Linked DNA regions of Mus musculus: region 2 is linked to region 1. The links are chromatin contacts, called in public promoter capture Hi-C maps. All regions are on one chromosome and are shown on one strand. The core of a region is the stretch at or near the end of the contact, and the rest is flanking DNA. Distances in the headings are between cores, read along the strand shown. Region 1 holds the start of Mmp13 (matrix metallopeptidase 13). Region 2 holds the start of Mmp10 (matrix metallopeptidase 10).

Region 1 (6,888 bases), core at 2,904-5,403:
TGAAATGGCTTTTGCCAGTGTAGGTATAGATGGGAAACATCAGGGCTCCTGGGTCCTTGGAGTGATCCAGACCTAGGGAGTGGCCAAGCTCATGGGCAGCAACAATAAACAAGTTGTAGCCTGTAAGAAAAACAAGAAACAATGAGAAAGCAAGACCCTTTAGTGAGGGGAAGATGAAGGAAACTCTAATCTCTCCATATCTTTTCCTAACTCAGCATCTTACTCTTATAGCTAGTGATCAGTAGCTTAAAGGAAGAGTCAAAGTGTTGATTCGAAATAGTAATCTGTATTACTATAAGAGCTATATCGTTCTCCATAAAGAATCAGTTACCTACAGTGGTATCAACAGCTTTCTCCCAGATAATTAGTAGTCAGTAGAGAATAGAATAGTTCTGATTTTTCTCTGTCTTCTCTAGCCAGGTTAAGTGAGAAGACAGAAATGATCCAGAATCAGCCATATGGGGGTCACATGAGGTCCCACATAGCTTTAGGCTTAGCTTAGAACATTATTCAGAGGGATAATGAACATGCTACTGTATTTCCACTTTTCCTCTAATAACTCTCTGCCAACTTTTAGACTGTTATTTTAAATTGTAAGAGTGCATGGTAAATGGAAAATGCTGGGGATGTATCTCAGTAGTAGAGCATCTGCCTCGTATTCACAAAGGCCCAATCTCCAGCACCACAAAAAGCAATGCCCCAAGACAGATGAGAGGGGGAGCTCGAGCCAGTGTTTTATTTGCTCATTAAATATACTTTGTTATCAGAGCCAATGTGTAAAGAAAATAAACTGACTTGCACTCAAAGGTCACATGGTTGGGATGAACAATAATTATTGCAGTGAATAGTAATTAGTCACTTAACTATTTTTAACCTTCATCTGAAAACTTAAGTCAGATTTTTCCTGTATATATTTTCAATTATTTCAACTAAACATTTCAAACCTGTGATTCATGTAAGAGTCTGAGTCTGGGACTTACTGTGACTTTTAACAATACTAGCTGCTCTTCTCAGGAAACCCACTCTTCTTATGAGATACTAAAAGCATGAATATGTAAACCATCCCCTTCCCCTCCAGAGACAGGTTAAAAGTATTGGAGAGGTGGCATTCATTGTGAATGGGCCAATTTTACTCTCACTTGGGCAGGAACCCACTCATTCATTCATTCATTCATTCATTCATTCTTTACTTATTTACTCTCTTAAATTTTTTGAGACAGAGGCTCCCAATACAACTCAAACTGGACCCAAATTCATGATCTAACTTCAGCCTCCTGAGTGCTGGGATTATAGCTGAACATCAACCATGGCTTCCATTTTATTTAAGTAAATAATAAAAAACAACTTCTATGATGATTGTTCTTAGTTGCTCTAACTCAGAATCTCTCTTGATCCAAAGTTAAATCTTACTTTGAATATTCTGAGGCTGTTCTTGGTAAGTTAATATCCCAATTATTTTGAGCTTTTAAAAACAAGAAGTAGCTGAGAATGGTAGCTACAGAATCACAGATCTAACTACTGAGAGAATTTATTGAACACTTAGTTTCATTTTACTCTCATAAATACAACCACACCTGCACACTAGCTATTTTGAGTAAGATGTCACCTTGTTTTTGAAAAGCAGTGTTTATGAATGAGTGCTGAGTCGGGCAGTGTTGGCACATGCCTTTAATCCCAGCACTTGAGAGGGAGAGGAAGATTTCTGAGTTCGAGGCTAGCCTGATCTACAGAGTGAGTTCCAAGACAGCCAAGGCTATACAGAGAAACCCTGTCTCAAAAAAACAAAAACAAAAACCAAAAACCAAAAAAAAAGTAAGTAAGTAAATAAATAAATGAATGAATGAATGAATGAATGCTGTAGGAAAGTCTGAGACAAGTAACGTGCCTAATGAGGTATAGAAGTTTAACTAGCCTATGCCATTAATATTTCAGCCAAAAAAAAAAAGTCTATTTCAAATAACATCCAATATAGTTGTGGACCATAGCACCAGCCATGATAGTTTTTAGAGATAGATTTATAAAAAACTATATTTCTTTAAACAGCAAAACTATAAACCAAAGAAAGAAACAGAACCATGCCTAAAAGAGAAGATGTTTGACCCCATTTCAAAAAGAATATTCTTGAGGTCATAGCAAGAAATATCATATAATTTATTCATATTTAATGATTTGTACAAAAAAAGTTTGGTGTGGCACCAATTAGCACAAAATATACTTTTGTTATTTTAGAAAGCATAATCAAATGCTAAACACGATTTGCTTGTATGCTTTCTAACTGTGTCAGTGAGACTATATCCAGTAACATGAGCTAAGTCTTTACAAGGAAGATTACCTTTGGAACTGCTTGTCCAGGTTTCATCATCATCAAAATGGGCATCCCCACCATAGTTTGGTCCAGGAGGAAAAGCGTGTGCCAGAAGACCAGAAGGTCCATCAAATGGGTAGAAGTCACCATGTTCTATGCAGACAGCAAGAGTTAGAGTCCCATTATATATACTGTGCCTGACTTGGCAGCTTTTTCAAATGCTTTGAAATTGGTAAATGACTGGTGAAAGGAATAAAAAAAAATGAAAGCAAGGAAGGATTAGTGTATGAGCATGTGTCTAAATAACTCCACACCCTTACCTTTAGTCCCAAAAGATATCATGATGTCAGCAGTGCCATCATAGATTCTGGTGAAATTCAGTGGTGTCACATCAGACCAGACCTTGAAGGCTTTTCTGAAGGCCTTCTCCACTTCAGAATGGGACATATCAGGAGTATAGTTCACAATCCTATTCAACATAGAAAATGTCAGCTAAATTTTGAAAGGTTAAAACTGTTTGTAAAACATACTCTCTTAGGGACTGGTGAGATGGCTCAGTGGCTAAGAGCACTGGCTGCTCTCCCAGAGGTCCCGAGTTCATTTCCTAGCAATCACAAGGTGGCTCACAATCATTCATAGGGCTATAGGGAGATCTGATATCCTCTTCAGGCAGGTGGCTGTATATGCAGCAGAACACTTGTACATTAAATAAATACATTAAACAAACAAACAACATAGAACAAAAAAAGCAAATATACTTTCTTAGAATATTGCTTTTCAACTTGAAATGGCTGCTTTAAAGTTTCCATTAGATATAATAGGTGCTTTAAAAGAATTAAATTCAAGAGTTCTGTCTAATATTTAATCACTGTCAAATAAATAAATACCTTGGCACCTTAAATTTAACATATTAAATATAAATTTGTTGGCAGCTAAAATCTGGCACTGTAGGGTCTGAGGAAAGAGTGGAACCCTCCATCTTCAGGAACATCATCATAAATACAGCAAAAATTTTTTAAATTTCTTCCCTGACTTGTGGTTTCATTTCTACAAGAAATATCTTGAGACACTCACCAAAAATAATGTTGGGGCTAGCATTGAGATAATAGGTCTTACTAATTTATTAGTTTTTTATGTTGACTTACAGAACTCATTTAGAAATACGTGTAATATAAACTTTTTAATTTTGCAGAAAAATGCAATCAGATATTAAATATAAGTTACTTCTGTGCTTCTTAACCTTGTATTAAAGCTAATTCTGAACCGAACCTCCAATTAACTACTCCAGGCCTACTTAACGTCAGACACGTAGAAGAAAAAAGTAACATATGTGAGGGACAGAGCCTCTGCTTTACCTGTAAGTTAAGTTCGTTTGGGACCATTTGAGTGTTCTAGGGAAAACATTGTATTCACCCACATCAGGCACTCCACATCTTGGTTTTCTCATGATGTCTAAGGTGGGATCATCAAGTTTGCCAGTCACCTCTAAGCCAAAGAAAGATTGCATTTCTCGGAGCCTGTCAACTGTGGAGGTCACTGTAGACTTCTTCAGGATTCCCGCAAGAGTCGCAGGATGGTAGTATGATTTCAAGTAGTGCTAGAAAAGAGACCAAAATAACCAGCTTTTAAGAGAATAGGGATTTGAGAAATGCACTACAGTGCCATCCTTGGCAGAATACAGTACCTCTGCAAACACAAGGTCTTCCTCAGACAGGTCATCATCATCATCATCACCATAGGGAAGGGGCAGGGACCAACAGGGAGTCCAGCTCAACAAGAAGAAGGTGGCCAGGATAGCTGAATGCATGGTGCCCAGCAGTGCCTGGAGTCTCTCCTTCCCAGGGCAAGCATCTTCTATTTTATAGCATGATAGTGATGAGTCACCACTTTGGGGTGTGTGTTAACTTCCTAGTGAGGCGAAGGTAAACATGCTTACATGGTATTTTTTTTTCTTCCTAAGTGTGGTTTGTGGCAGAATCTGAGGGAAATGGAAAATGAAGGCATCTCTACTTTCAGTGGGGGAATATCAAAACTCATCTGGCAAAATAAACAGCCTCAGCATTTTCATGGATATAGTGGGGAGAAGCAGCAGCTAGTATATTTTTCACTTCACTGGACAAAAATGTTGTCTTCCTTTTGTAGGGAAAACAGCTACTCTGAGTTTTTCAGGTAATAATAATAGCAAAGTAAAATGTTTGTTCCTGTAAGGAAAGACAAAGTTCTGTCCACAAAATGGTTATAGGTTGATGAGTTCTCAACTCTATTCTGTCTTGAGCAGCAACAGTGAGAATCCTTGCTGTATTTCCTTGAAGGCCTCAGAAATGTATAAGAACCAAGCTTGAGGTCTTTAAGACACTGTAGATGATTGAGTCCTGCCACAGACCACCGCAGTCGGGTATGGGGGTCCCTGGAATGAGGGTCCTTGAAGCGAGGTGGGTAAGGATTCAGTGGTGACAAACAGAAACAAACACAGAGGCAGTTTGAATCTGAGTGTATTCTGCAGCTCTCAAGCAGGGGGTTTTATACATTAAAAACTGAACATTACATTTCTTAGAAACTGTATCCAGTGAAACAATCACAAATACCAACAAAAGTCATCTGACACAGTAAAGCACAAAAATCATCCAAGCATTACAACTCTGAAACTATGTATTCAGTGAATCACAAACAGAACTGGTAACATCATTATAAATCATCAAAATATAACAATTCTAAAAGAATGTATTCAGTGGGAGCTGTCGTCCAAGGCTAGTGGTATATTTCCAGGAGCAGGTTAATAGATCTTTAATGGGCTGAACTAACTTTCTAGCCCCATGGTCAATTATTATTTAACATCTAGTGCCTGTCTTTTTGTAATCTTCAATGTATAAATTTGAACTATTTTAATTCTTTCTAATTAAGGCTTTCTTTACCATATCTCAAAATCTACCTCCAATGACACATGTGTAGTCATATGAAATTTTATTGTTGGGAAAATTTTTATCATAATAGTTTTGTAAATGATTTGGAAAGTAAAGCGTTGGTTTCCCTGGGGATAAGGTCATCTTAGTGGCCCCATCTCTAGGAGTGGTTTCTTACCCATTATTCTCAATTAAGATCTTGGCCTAGGCTACCAGGAACATGTAAATAAGAAAAGGAATAAGAGAAAGCAAAACAGATAGATTGCCATGAGAACTACAGCTCAATCATTTTTCTCTGGCAAAGAGTTCCACAACCAGTTCCAAGAGGCCTCCCCCTTTTGAGGTCAATCGCCTCAGTTTGTGGAACTTGTCACACAGATCTTATTGGAGGTGATGTGGCAGAGTCCTAAGCTGGAATTTTAACATCCTGGCATAACCTTTAGATGGCTGTGGAGACCTGTGTGAATTTCCTACATGTCCAAGCACCTGTATCTGGGCTCTGTTGGAATGCAGCCACTCCAATGGTTAGGACTAGGGACTATGGGTAAAATTAGGACTGTGTTTTGAGCCATCACTCCCAGTCAGGTTTAAAAGGCATTATCTCATTTAATTCCTACAAAAACAAAAGCAGATACTGTGCATAGGGCTCATATCAGGGCCCAATGTATAGGGCCTTAAACTGTAGTCCAGGAAGCTTAGAACTCCCTATGTATCCCAGGACCTTGAAGTCACTCAAACCATTGTGCCACACATCCTTCAGATTGATTTATTTGATATACAGTGGATAGAGTACACAGTTCTCCTTTCAGCTTCCTAAAGACCATGATTATATTGTGAAGCACCATGTTGGATCATTACAACATAAGCTCTCTGCAGAAGAAATACTTTAATGAAAAACAACAATAAACATCACTACTTCTCAACTCTAATGCGTATTTTCAAATTTCTTTCATGTTTTAGTAATTTATTCTTCCATTCAAGAACAATAAAGAGCACAGGCAAAATCACAAACAGTTAATGTTAGCACGAGTTCTGCCATTTTAAACAGAAATAGAGAAAGAGTAATCAGAAGATTAAAATAGACAGCTATTCCTTAAGAGAATGCCCAAGAGTGGGTGGGGCATTGTTCTTGGAGAAGTGATTGCAGACAGCTGACAGGATGTGTCATCACAATGAAGTGTTAGCAAACTCTTGTCAACACAAGTCTTTATCTCAGGCTGCTAAGTGTAGTCATGAAAGCCAGACCTCCTGCTCATCACTGCAGAAATGGCATGCATGGTTTCAAACGATCCACTTTACAACAGGGAGCTGAGTTGGCGTTTGAAACTGTTCTGGCAAAGGTTGCTGAAATCACTGGGAAATTTGAAAACCTATAGAATGAGAAAACATTAGGATGAAATTAGGAATGAACACTTCCTGCTGACTCTGACCAAGGTCATATTGGGCTTTTTTTCAAATATATTTTGCCAAGAATTCTTAAGTTCAAAGCTAGAGAGAAACAAAATTAATGATAAACAACTTTAGTAAAAAACACAATGTTTCCCTATTTGAGTTTGATTAAAATTATGAAAAAGCTGTAAATCAATGGATTTCTTATGTGAAGTGTTTGACTCCCATTAGAATTATGCACTGCCTGTGTTGACAATGTACATAAAAACCTTATTTCTACAAAATAAGTGACTT
Region 2 (6,473 bases), core at 2,080-4,579, 230 kb before region 1:
ACCTGTCTTTAAAGAATAGGACTTCCCCTCTCAGCGTGCTGACTGAATCAAAGGACAAAGCAGGATCACATTTGTCTGGGGTCTCAGGTCTTGGAGAGACAGACAACACAGGAACCACTGTGGCATCGGAGGAGGGACCGGCTCCTGAAGGGAGTAGTTTAGGAGAAGCAAATGTTATTAGGTCAGGAATACATATAACAATTTACAAAGTATTTAAACTTCTTCATGGTGTTTTGAGATGAAACAGTATGTAGACATTTAATCCAGGGGTTAGGGAGGAGGCTCAGTTGGTGGTAAAGGAACCTGCTGCAGGCCTGATGACTTGGGATGTCTCATGTCATCACCACGTAAGACACAGATGGTGAAAGGAGATAACACACTTATTTCTACAGGTTGACCTGCACATGTATGCCATAGCACGCACGCACGCACAGGCATACTTCTCTTTCTCATACTTCTCTCTCTCTCTCTCTCTCTCTCTCTCTCTCTCTCTCACACACACACACACACACACACACACAAGTGCACACGAGAGCACACAATGTAATAAAAACAAAAGTTTTCCTGAAGACTTACTGTACCACATTCTTAAAGAGCACTGACTAAAGCAAGCAAGCAAGCAAGCAAGCAAACAAACAAAAACCACCCCTAAGCCTCTTTTTCTTCTTGCTTACCATACAGGGATTGAATGCCCTCTATATCATCTTGAGAAAGGTGGAAGTTAGCTGGGCTTGTGGAGAACCTGTAGACTGGGTACATCAGAGATTCTTTCTTGTCGGAATGAAAGAGACCCAGGGAGTGGCCAAGTTCATGGGCTGCAACCAGGAATAAGTTGGTCCCTGTTTGAGAAACCACAAATATTCAGAGTGTAACCGTTACTATTCCACAAACAAACACACATTGCTCATGCCAACCACACAGGGCATCCGTTTTGTTTTGTTTTGTTTTGTTTGTTTGTTTTTTGAGACAGGGTTTCTCTGTATAGCCCTGGCTGTCCTGGAACTCACTTTTTAGACCAGGCTGGCCTTGAACTCAGAAATCCGCCTGCCTCTGCCTCCCAAGTGCTGGGATTAAAGGCATGCGCCACCATGCCTGGCACACACAGGGCATCCTTGGGATCACACACTGTCTTACTCAATTACATTCATTAAACTACTCCTCTATTATGGGATTGGTAAACAGTGGTGAATAGCAGTTAACAGTGGTGAACAGTGGTACACAGTGTTGAAGAGGTTACACTCAAACCCTGTACAAGATCCTGAATTGTGGAAAGAAAGTTGAATGGCACTCACCATATTGTACTTGGAGCAAAGAAAGAATGACTCAGCTTACATGGTTCATTACCATGTAATGGGTAGATTACTAATAGGGCTTCAGGTTGCTACACAGCGAATCAGAAAGTACAGATAGCAGAATATTCCATTTGAGACTTGCTCTAGACAATCATGTTATTCTTGGACAACTCATATCTGACCTTATCCTACCTGAGGGTGCAAGTGTCCATTTCTCATCATCATCGAAGTGAACATCTCCATAAAATCCAGGGCCAGGTGGGTAGGCATGAGCCAGACTCTGTCCTGGCCCATCAAAAGGGTAAAAGTCTCCGTGTTCTGATGGTAAACAAATGTACAGAAATGTAAGTATTAGAATTTCCTCCAATCCCTTTTCAGTAAGAGAGCTCAGGGGCTGTATGGTTTGACAGTTTATTTCTCTTGAAATCTAGATGTAATCTTCAGTGTGATGGGAATGCTAGGCAGCCATCACCTTTAGAATACGATAAGGGTGTGAGTCTTCATGGATGCTTAGTGTCCATTAGTGTCTATGAGAAAGAAGTTGGAGGCACCTCTTGGCTGCTTTTGCCATAGGAGGTAACACAGGTGCTACCTAAGAACACACCAGATTGAGTTTTCCCACCCCCTTATTTTATATTTTTCAGATTCAGGAAGTCTGAGTGATACCTTTGTGTTGTTTACAGATCTTCCAATGTGAGATATTTTGTTTGAGTAGCCTGAATAACTCAAACACCAGATGAGAGCATTACCTCCAACTGCAAAGGAGATCATTATGTCAGCCTCTCCTTCAGAGATCCTGGAGAAAGTGAGTGGGGTCACCTCCTCCCAGACCTTCAAAGCTTTCTCAATGGCAGAATCCACACTCTGTCTTGGCAAATCTGGTGTATAATTCACAATCCTGGATAAGAGAAATCAAAGAAGGTAATCTTTGCTTCTGTGATGCTCCTGACACATTTATAACGCTGTGTGAAAACTCTGGAGCCATTACCTGTAGGTGATGTGGGATTTCCTCCATTTTGGCGAACCTGGGAAGGTACTGAAGCCACCAACATCAGGAACACCACACCTGGGCTTGTGCATCAGCTCCATAGTGTTGGAGTCCAGCTTCCCTGTCATCTCCAACCCGAGGAACTTCTGCATTTCTTGAATTTTTTTGACAACAGGACTACTGTCCTTTCTTTTGAAAATTTGTTTCTCATTTTTTTTAAAGTTGTAGTATTTTTCTAGGTATTGCTAGTGGAGAAACAAGCATAGTTTTAAAGAGGTTGCTATGAAATGTAAACACATACACAAATCTCAAGATCTATTTTAATCATTCCCAGTTTAGTGAAACACAAGTAGATGTAGTGCTTCATTTGATTTTTTTCCTGCAAAAATCCCTCATTTTATTATTTCATTGCAATTTAATTTGCTACCAAAGCAAGGAAGTCGGCATAAATGTATGAGCACATTAAATGGATGTATCTAAGTTTTCTATTTCCATTATTAACACAAACCTGTCAATGTTGAGTGTTGTTGGATAAATTCATTTTTTTTCACAAATGAAAAATTAGAGTATTCTTTGCTTCTTGAAGTTGTAGGAGATAAATATTATCATGCCCTCCCTCCTAAAGTATCTTAAATAGCATAATTCCAGCACAGGAGTGAGCTCATCCATTCCCAGTCTCCCCACTTCGGCTGCTGTCATTGTTATTTACCCCCAGTAACTGCGATTCCTTCCTTCCCTTTTCACTTTTCGGTGAAGATGGAGTTTCTACCTCTTACACTTGGATATTTTCCAACACAACTTCTAACTAACTCAACTACTGCTGCTGGAAGACCAAAGGGCAAGGCTGTGCCTCCACTTTGGTTGAAGCGGATCCCCACCACTGACTGATTACCTGAGCAAGATCCATGCTTGGGTGGCCTTGTGTCACTGCCCCATGCAGAGGATACGCTGAGCAGATTGGTAGGCTCAGCAGTGCCAGGATGGCTAGTGGCTCCATACAGACAGTCTTTACTTTAAAAACCGATCCTTCTCTAGCACCTGGTTTCCATATCTTCCCTTTAGTGGCCACTCTTTTATAGGGAGTCGGTGTTTAGGTCACTAAGCATGACTCACATGGGTGCTATTTTTAATCCAAATGACTACAAGAACATTCATAAGATGAAGAGAGAATAGCTTACATCAGTGAATCCCTCAACCTAGTAAACTTGAAAGAATGCTTAATCTCAAGGATGTGGCTTCTGTGTTTACAAAGAGGAAAAGGGACTGTCTGGGTAATTAATATTTGCAAAATGTTTAGATATTTTGAAAGCAGTGTAATTTTTAAAAACATGCCTTAGGCTTACATACATTCAGGCAAGGAGTGAATAGTTTAATGGAAAGAGATTGCAAAGTGAATGTAAGGACTGCTGTCTAGGAAGCTATAATGGCAGAAACTCCATTGCTGGAGTCCTTGGGTAAGAGGTATTTCCAGCCCTGGGGTAAGAGTACTCTGAGAAAGCAGTCAATACGGAGGAGGAAATGTACAGAGGTAAGAAGCTTGGGGCCCACCTACTCTCTGTTTCAGAATAATTGCTATAAGCATATACTGGCTCCATAAAGACGTGTCAAATGGAAATCAGTTAATTAACTATTAAATGAAAATATTCTTCCTACCTCTGTCCTCCTCTTCCTAAACCAGGAGGCTTTGAGGCCTTTGAGCCACAGCTTGGATGAGGGATGTGTACACTAGGCCAGCCAAGTCAGCTTGTGGCTTAGTGTAGGCACTACACAGAGAATATGCCAACCTAAAATTCAGAGAGGCAAAGAGGCTGACAGACTGAACCATCAGCTAGACTTGAGCAAGTATGTAATTTTATCCCGTGATTGCTTTCCCTATGGAAAACAAACAAGGTCTTGGTTTTATGTGTACTTCATGCGGGCAGCAAGTGCCTTTTTACTTTATTCCTGGGTTATTAGCTGATAGGGCTTGTTAGCAGGACAGATTGCTAACTGCCTGAGGTGCTGAGTCGACTCATTCTGAGATGCCTCATATTCATTTGAATCATTCCTTTGTTGTTGGTGGCACATCCTGCTGATGGTTCTTGTTGATCAGAGTTATGATTTTGACTGTGGTTGACTAACCATGAAAGGGTGTGCCTTGCAGGAGTGATTTTGGTGGATAAAAGAACTCTACTTTAGGCCACCACACCTGAAGGAGATTAATAACTTGGGGGTAATGGAGTCCTGTTTATTTTTAAGTAAGTTATTATTTATTAAATGTACCGAATATTTATAGAGTAAAACAAGCAGGCTTATGCAGTTCATTAAGGCAAAGTGGAATCCTAGAACAGAGCTCTTTTATGTGAAATTTTTAACTACATGTTATCTTTAATCTGCAGAACAACCTAAGAAGGTCAAGATTAGAATCATAAAAACTGAAGAATGATTTCACAGAAGACTAGCTCACCATACTTATATGCCGATCAAAAATGTTATGGCTTCTCTGGGTTGGTAGGTTAAGAAGGGACACAAAAATTTCCCTGGGAAGGGGAGAGAGAATAGATTTAGCCGATGGACTGGTTGCAGGTAGGAGTGGGAACAAAGGATCAGGTGGTGGGGAAGGGAGAAATACTGGGAGAAAAGCTGTATTTGTGAGGCGTTTTGGGGGTGAAGAAGAAAGCTAGTGCAGTGTAAACTCCAAGAGTATCCCTTTGTAAGACTGCTAGTGATAGAGAAATGGATCCTGAACCAGCCACCTTCTGTAACCAGGCAAGGCCTCAAGGAGGGACTGGGGCACCAACACAATCACAAAAACTCCGGCTTCCAGTTTGTTCTGCCTGCAGAGTGTTCGGATCCAGAGCCTAGCACCAGAGAGACTTCATCCAGCAACTGATGGGAGCAGATGCAGAGTTCCACAGACACACCGGTGGAGCTGTGGGAGTCCTGCTGAGGAGGGGTAGGAAGGATATGAGAAAGCAGAGGGGTCAGGGACACACCAGAAGAATACAGCCCACAGAATCAACTGACTGGGACTCAGGGTGGCATGTAGAAACCAGGGAGCCTGTGGGGGTCTGACCTGGGTCCTTTGAATATATGTTATGGCTGAAGCTAACTTGGTGTTCTTGTGGGAATCCTAACAATAGGAAGGGGTAGCAGTGTCCCTGACTCTTTTGCATACTTGTGGGACCCTTTTCCTTCTACTGAGTTGCCTTGCCAACCATTGATGTGATGGTATTGAAAGACTCCAAAAGGAGCCCCTCGCTTAGGCCTCAGGACAATAACAGACACCCAAGAACTCACGATAGACCAAGATTGTTGCAAACCACATGAGGCTTCAGGGAAAGCCAGAGCTCTGGGGATGACTCATATCCCACGCAGGGGTAGAGGAGTTGACCTCGAGGGGAAAGAGGTCCCAGTTTTTATAGGCCCTCAGAGGGGAAAGGAGAATGGGGGGAGTAGGGGATTTCCAGATCTAAACAATATCTATTCTAAAATGATTGATTCTTCAAGAAATGGGTATGGGAGGGGTACAAGGAAAGATTCTAATGAAGGTGCAGCAATGGGCACACACCTGGTCAGAACACTGGCAGACACACAGGTTCGAGGAGCGGCCAAAGCATTGTGCACCTTTATTTTTCTAAATTAGTGAAGCTAGTTCTACTAACAGTAAAATCTATTTTGCCAATTTCAGGGCTTCTGAGACCTTTTACATTCTGCCAGGATCTTTCAGTATGTGACTGGTCTTATTGTAGCTTGATATGTGGAGTTTGGTTGATGTCCCTGGGATGTCTGTGTTTACTGAGGGGAGGCAGGATAAGGGGTGGATTTGAGGGAGAAGGGAGGTAAAGGAGAGACTGGGGGGGGGAACAGGGAGGGAAATCTGTAGTTAGTCAGGATGGGATTCCTTAACTTTTCTTATGGTAAACTGTATCTGGCTAAGACTGTCCTTTCTTATCTTAGTAAACAACTAACTGAAAAGCCTGGAGCTGTAGGCTCTGACTTTATAATGCTAATTAGTACTTGGTAGGTAACTTTCTAGTTGAATTTTAAGTAGGGCGTTGGAACTCTGGCTAAGTTTGACTGAACAAATGTGAAATACACTATAATAAGAATAACACTAAGTTGATATTCCTCCGCATTTTTGGATGATAGGTGGGAAACAGGGAGAAGGGGTTCGGCCGGCTCTGTAGTATAAGGCCAATTGGCTTTTTTAT

Evidence for each region. Promoter capture Hi-C pulls out the DNA fragments that hold promoters and counts their contacts.
Region 2: a contact with region 1 is called in a promoter capture Hi-C map of macrophages, with 6 read pairs. The contact joins the promoter of Mmp10 here to the promoter of Mmp13 in region 1. A contact is called at or near these places in 9 of 39 promoter capture datasets (the 3T3-L1 cell line, the C10 cell line, cranial neural crest and 4 more), 1 of 484 Hi-C or Micro-C datasets (cortical neurons), 1 of 115 datasets of contacts at active chromatin or transcription factors (large pre-B cells) and 2 of 9 other capture datasets (adipose tissue and liver).

Annotation. Positions count from the first base shown.
Region 1 is chr9:7,269,779-7,276,666 of GRCm38.p6, reverse strand. Mmp13 (matrix metallopeptidase 13) reads right to left here and starts at 4,153. Exons shown (of 10, transcript NM_008607.2): 1 at 3,990-4,153; 2 at 3,661-3,902; 3 at 2,626-2,774; 4 at 2,333-2,458; 5 at 1-120. The coding sequence starts at 4,112. It overlaps Gm31639 (a long non-coding RNA gene), which reads right to left. Exons shown (of 5, transcript XR_379095.2): 5 at 5,159-6,575.
Region 2 is chr9:7,499,198-7,505,670 of GRCm38.p6, reverse strand. It overlaps Mmp10 (matrix metallopeptidase 10), which reads right to left and starts at 3,329. Exons shown (of 10, transcript NM_019471.3): 1 at 3,173-3,329; 2 at 2,281-2,525; 3 at 2,042-2,190; 4 at 1,485-1,610; 5 at 675-839; 6 at 3-144. The coding sequence starts at 3,277.